2 separate regions of the Danio rerio genome follow, and region 2 is linked to region 1. The links are chromatin contacts, called in public Micro-C maps. All regions are on one chromosome and are shown on one strand. Each heading gives the region's core, a stretch centred on a gene start, on an enhancer-like site or on the middle of the called end of the contact. The rest is flanking DNA. Distances are from core to core; before and after follow the strand shown. Region 1 holds the start of znf1059 (zinc finger protein 1059). Region 2 holds the start of zgc:174315.

The links. Hi-C and Micro-C count contacts between places; a contact is called where the count stands out from the background.
Region 2: a Micro-C map of caudal fin shows a contact between it and region 1, with 3 times the contacts expected there. The contact joins the promoter of zgc:174315 here to the promoter of znf1059 in region 1. A contact is called at or near these places in 2 of 18 Hi-C or Micro-C datasets (caudal fin and an unstated tissue).

The regions. Positions count from the first base shown.
Region 1 is chr4:31,748,448-31,751,500 of GRCz12tu, forward strand. znf1059 (zinc finger protein 1059) reads left to right here and starts at 1,574. Exons shown (of 3, transcript NM_001128249.2): 1 at 1,574-1,602; 2 at 2,039-2,189. The coding sequence starts at 2,105.
Region 2 is chr4:32,086,499-32,089,551 of GRCz12tu, forward strand. It overlaps zgc:174315, which reads right to left and starts at 1,438. Exons shown (of 3, transcript NM_001114445.1): 1 at 1,424-1,438; 2 at 825-974. The coding sequence starts at 909.

The sequences.
Region 1 (3,053 bases), core at 324-2,823:
TAAAAATTTTAAGATTAAAGGTTTTGATCAATTCTGAATATCTGTATCTCTGTGTGTGTGTGTGTGTGTGTGTGTGTGTGAGAGAGAGAGAGAGAGAGAGAGAGAGAGAGAGAGCAAGTGGAAAACGAGGGAGACATGTATCAACAATTCATGACTGCAAAAAAAAAAAAAAAACATAGGAGAGATCAACTGGCAGTAGTATACTGGGCTAACTTGAAAGGTCATAATGACAATCACATAGCACAAACAGTTCTAATGCAGTGCCAAGAACAAGAGAAACAGAGTGTTAAAGGTTATGGATGAATAATACAATGTAAAGTATATGATATGGAAATAGACACACTAACAATTTCGCCCACTAGAGTATTTCCAGTAGTTCCCACATGGCTGCTTGGTGATTTGGAAGTTGATTTTAAAATAATAAAAAAATAAATAAAAATAAAAAAAAACCAAGAAAGTGAGATTGATCGTAAACCAGTAGAAAATTATATAAGGGAAAAATACAATGAAACAAGGGAAATGTATACAGATGCATCAAGAATTAGACAAAGGGTAGTAGGAGTGTCATAAAGTATTCCAAAGTTAAAAGATTGAAGCTGTAAAAAGAATTAGTAATAATTTAGCAGTGTATACAGCACAATTGGTAGCGATATGGTTGGCTCTAAAGTGGGTTGAGGGTAATAAACCAATTAAAGCCGTCATTGCTTCTGATTCAATTTCAGCACTTATGAGTATAAAAAATTTAGTATCAGAGTCACGGCAGGACATCATTTATGAAATAGTACAGTTGGGATACAATATCATAAAATCAGGAGTTATCATTTCATTGTTGTGGGTACCAGCACACATAGGGGTCAGTGGGAATGAGATGGCAAGTTGGCAAAACTAGCAGCGCAGCAAACTTCGATAGACATGGACATCATACAGCAAGTCAGAAATCAAATGCATCGTTAAAACTAAAGTATTGAGAAAATGGCAGCTTATATGGAATAATGAGAGTACAGGATGTCAATATTACACCATACAGAACAAAGTCGGAAGAGGTAGGGAAAAAACAATTAGGAAGAGGACAAGTTCAAAAGAATGAGATTTAATCACACAGCACTCAATAGGACATTACATATGATCAATAAACATGCAGATGGGATGTGTGAATAATGACAACCAAGTGACTTTAGAACATGTTTTAATGCACTGCCCAATATATCAAAAATCTGAAAGAAATAGATTATTCACACAGCTACAGGAAAAAAACAAGTGGAATCTAAAATAAATAACATATTAAAGTTGAGCACGGGTGATGTGTGCTTTAGATATGTTTGTAACTTTTTGGTTTATATATATATATATATATATATATATATATATATATATATATATATATATATATATATATATATATATAATTTATTTATTTATTGGTGGGGCTTTGTTTCACTATAAGAAATACATGGGTTAGTTACTGCAATCCCGATGGGTGCGAGAAAGCTGGTTGCCAACCGCCTAAAAACAAGAAGTGACAAAAAAAAGACTTTTATTTTGTCATGGCGTGTGACGTCATAAGGCTGCGCCGCTCTTGCGCCGTGATTTCACTGGAGAAAGGTTTGTTTTGAAACTTTTACACAGATCTAAAGCGCTTGATTAAAGTTTCAGGTTTTTCATCTGAAGCTGTACCTACTGTTGACAATATTTTTTTAACCCTTTATACAATGTAATACTTTTTTACTCGCAGTAACCGAATGCTATTGTTTGAACAACAGAGATGTGTGTAAGTGTTTCAATGAAGGTTTAATTTATTAAATAGCCTAATGTCATACCATTCTACGTATACATCACTATAAGAAATGGAGTACTAGTTTTATTTTGCTCATTTGTGGCTATTGTTTCTTGCTCGGATTTACTCTTTATCTGATTTCTTTTTGTTTATCACTCTCATTAAAAGAAACTGTTAAAGCAAGTTTTGAAGAGAAGTTTTTTCTGTTCATTGTTTTATTCATTTTAAACAGAACATTTGTATTGTTTTGTTCATTTTAAACAGGATACATTGTCCAAACGCAGAGGAAAAACTCCTGCTGAAGCGACTGATTTCCACACTGTTATAAAGATGGCGTTTATTAAAGAGGAGAGTGAAGATGTGAAGATTGAAGAAACATTCTCAGTCAAACAGGAAGATCTGCAGGAACAAACAGGTTGGTTTTCATTCTCAAAGACCGGCTCCGTCATCTGATGCTCATTCAGATATATTTGAATAATAAGAATACTAAATGAAATCCATCTTGCAGCCCTGAGTGTGCTGCCTAGTTCTACTAAATGTACATAAGCACTCATTAAAAGACGGGAATGAGTTTTTTATTACTTGTTTCAGGTCTTTTGTCATTCTTTTTATGTATTATAAGGCTATATACTATTTTCTCTACCTTCTTAAGCTTATTGCTTTTCTTCTTCTCCTACTGTTTGTAAAGCGTCTTTAAGCACTATATATAAAAAAAAACAATAAATTAAAAAAGTTTAACTGTGCTGACGATATTTGACTTACAGTATTCTCATAGAAGATATCTGCTATTACGGCGATGGCAAGTGTGCCGGTAACCTGCGTTTGAATAAAGGTCTCGGCCGTTAGCTCGCCCCCTGGGGGCTGGCTACAGTACAAGTCATAAAGCCCGCCTCTCCGTGTTAATGAATGAGACTTGAGCCCAAATAAAAAAATAATTAATTACACTTGCAATAAAATGTCCCGAAAGATGGTTCTGGTCGATTAAGGCAATGATTATTGTGCTGAGATAGGTGCAGATCTTCATTTTTGTAAACAGTTTGTTTTTAGCAGTAATTTAATGCTGGACGTGTCATCGTGATTGACAGCTGTGATTGACAGTTTCTCAAAGCTGACTGTCTGAGCTTCGGCAGGAGACTGAAGTGTTATTATTCGATTTCTGTGTTATTTTACCATGACAAAATGAGTTCAGCAGTAAACTATAGTTTATGACATACATGATCCTGGTGGAACACTCTTTATTCGCTAAGGTCAGGGCTTTTTTCGGGCTTTATTAGTTTGC
Region 2 (3,053 bases), core at 188-2,687, 340 kb after region 1:
GGTAAAGTTGGTTTTATATTCGCGCATTCGTTCATTTAGAAGTCTCTATACTGTTTACCATGTTACTTTGAATATTCGATCGGAATTAGCATGCAAGTGTTACTTGAAAACAACATTAACACTGTTTATTTGACTGTGCACATTGTTGTATTTTGATATTCAATGGCTGCTAATCCGTTTTTTAAGTGTGACGTCACTCGGAGCGGCTTCCGGGTCCAAGCACTCTATTCAACTGAATGGGAAAACTCATGAAATGGTAATATTAAACGTTTACAAATCGATTTAATACTTTTGAAAATTACAATCGCAATATATATGCCCATGTCTAATATCCAATGGCCAGAAAGTGACTCATTTTTTATAAATTGTTTAAATTTAGGTCTTTGTTATGCAGCAAGCCCAGAGATTGTTGTGTACACTATGACTTTATGTAAAATTAATTTTAATGTGTGATATGAATAAAAAGTGATCATAAACGAATGATTTCTCCACTCAAATGAATGGCGGCTTGGACCCAGAAACAGTATTACATACTCCACCACCATGTCACCACTTAACAAGCAGATATGATTTCGCTATTTGAGAGTTTTCAAATAATACTTTTATGAAACTATATTATTAAGGGGAAAGTCAGAATGCGCGAATATAAAACAGACTTTAACTATTGACAAAAGACATGAGAACAAGTAGCAAGAAATAAACTCATTCCTGTTTTTCAATGAGTGCTTATGTGGATTTAAGAGAACTAGGCAGCACACTCAGGGCTGCAAGATAGATTTAATTCAGGATTCTTATTATTAAAATATATCAGTATGAAAACCAACCTGTTTGTTCCTGCAGATCTTCATGTTTGACTCTAATTGTTTCTACAATCTTCACATCTTCACTCTCCTCTTTAATAAACGCCATCTTTATAACAGTGTGGAGATCAGTCGCTTCAGCAGGAGTTTTTCTCTGCGTTTGGACACTTTATCCTGTTTAAAATTAACAAAACAATAAAAATGTCCTGTTTAAAATAAATAAAACAACTTCTCTTCAACACTTGCTTCAACAGTTTCTTTGTATGAGAGTAATTAACAAAACTAAATCAAGTAGAAGAGAAAGTCCAAGCAAGAAAAAATGACCTGATTAAAACTAGTAATCCATTTCTTGTACACTTCAAATGGAATGACATTATGCTATTTAATAAATTAAAACTTCATTAAAACACGTATTACACACGTTTCTGTTAACTTCATACATTCAAACAATAGACCTTGATTACTGTGAGTCATAGATCTTCATTACTGTCAGTCATAGTACTACGTTGTATAAAGGGTTTAAATAATATTGTCAACAGCAGGTACATAATTAAGCATATGGTATAAAAAACTGAAACTTTAATCAATCGGATTATATTCATGTAAAAGTTTTAAACACAAACCTTTTTCCAGTGGAATCCCAGCGCAGGAGTGGCGCAGCCTTATGACGTCATATGTCATGCCAAAATAAAAGTCTTTAGCTTTTTTTACGATTCACAGCAGTCATAACTTATTTACATTTCTCCCTCGTTTTTCACTTTCCACTATATCTGCTCTCTCTCTCTCTCTCTCTCTCTCTCTCTCTCACACACACACACACACACATAAACAGTATTTGAAGTTGATCAAAACCTTTAATCTAAACATTTTAGAAAAATTTTGAAAAACTTTTTTAATCCACTTTATGATGATTTGCAGGTCTAAAAGACATTACTATTAATATCCAAATCTCATCCTCATAATTATGACATCTACCTCCCTATTTCTACTACTTCATAGGCTTCTAGGGTTTTAATGCAGTCTAGGGTGTACACCAGGCACTCTGGCATTGTCCGCCCCCTGTTTTTCCAATCCCCTGAGAACTTTGCTTATCTTCAGAACACAAATGAAGACACTTTAGATGAAATCTGAGAGTACCAAGATGCTTAAAGTCCAGAAAAGGAACAAAAAAACATTGTCAAAACAGTCAATGTTAGTGTTTTAATTGTAATCGAGTCCCAACAACACTTTGTGGCATTGAACCATAGTGGCATAGTGTTTTTTTATTTTTGTGTGTGTGTGTGTGTGTGTGTGTGTGTGTGTGTGTGTGTGTGTGTGTGTGTGTGTGTGTGTGTGTGTGTGTGTTTGCCACTGTATTCTTCAGTATATCTTCATTTGCATTTAGCAGAAGAAACTTAAACATGTTTGGATCAAGTTGAGGATGAGTAAATGACAGAATTGTGATTTTTTTCATGTAAACTACCCCTTTACTGCTTCTTTAAGTGAAGGTAAAGTTCATTATTACTGAAGATATAGCCAAAGAATGGCAAGAAACATAGAATACAGATAATAAAAGACAACAATTCCTATGAAACAAGTGCCATTTCCACATTGCAATTTTCAAAATTCTCATAAAGTACAAACTTAAAAAAAAAAAAAAAAAAAAAAAAACTAAAACTTGAAAGATATCTTCATCCTCCAAAACAGCTATTCCCACCTTAGGCACAAAATCCTTATTAATTATATTGCTTTTCCTTAGGCAAGAGAGGCTCTCTTGTTCCACACCATTACGGACAATATGCATGATATTACAGTAGTAAAATAACAAATAGCTTTTTAAGTTAAAACATTTTCCAAATAATAAAATGTCCTCTTATATGCAGATATCAATAGAAAGTCTGTAGTTTATTCATTTTTTTTTACTTTGAAAAATAAATTTGACATCTCTTTTGCCTCATTTTTTCACTGAAAAAACAAATTCTCTTAAAAAATACAAATCAACTTACATTTTTTATTATTATACCCACAATGCAAGAACACCATTCAACATTCATTTATGTCACGTTTCATTCTTTTTATTTCTTTTCCATAAACCTTTAAGAAGATGACAGTGTGATGAAGTAGCATCTGCTGTAAGGGGGGTTGTTCACTGTAACAGGGTGGTAAGGACAATGTGTTTTAACAGTAATTTAACCAGTGTAAACCATTAAACAGTGTCATTTATGAAGTTAAAATTTTATTGTTTTTATCTTGGGGTATTTAAAATTAGACCAT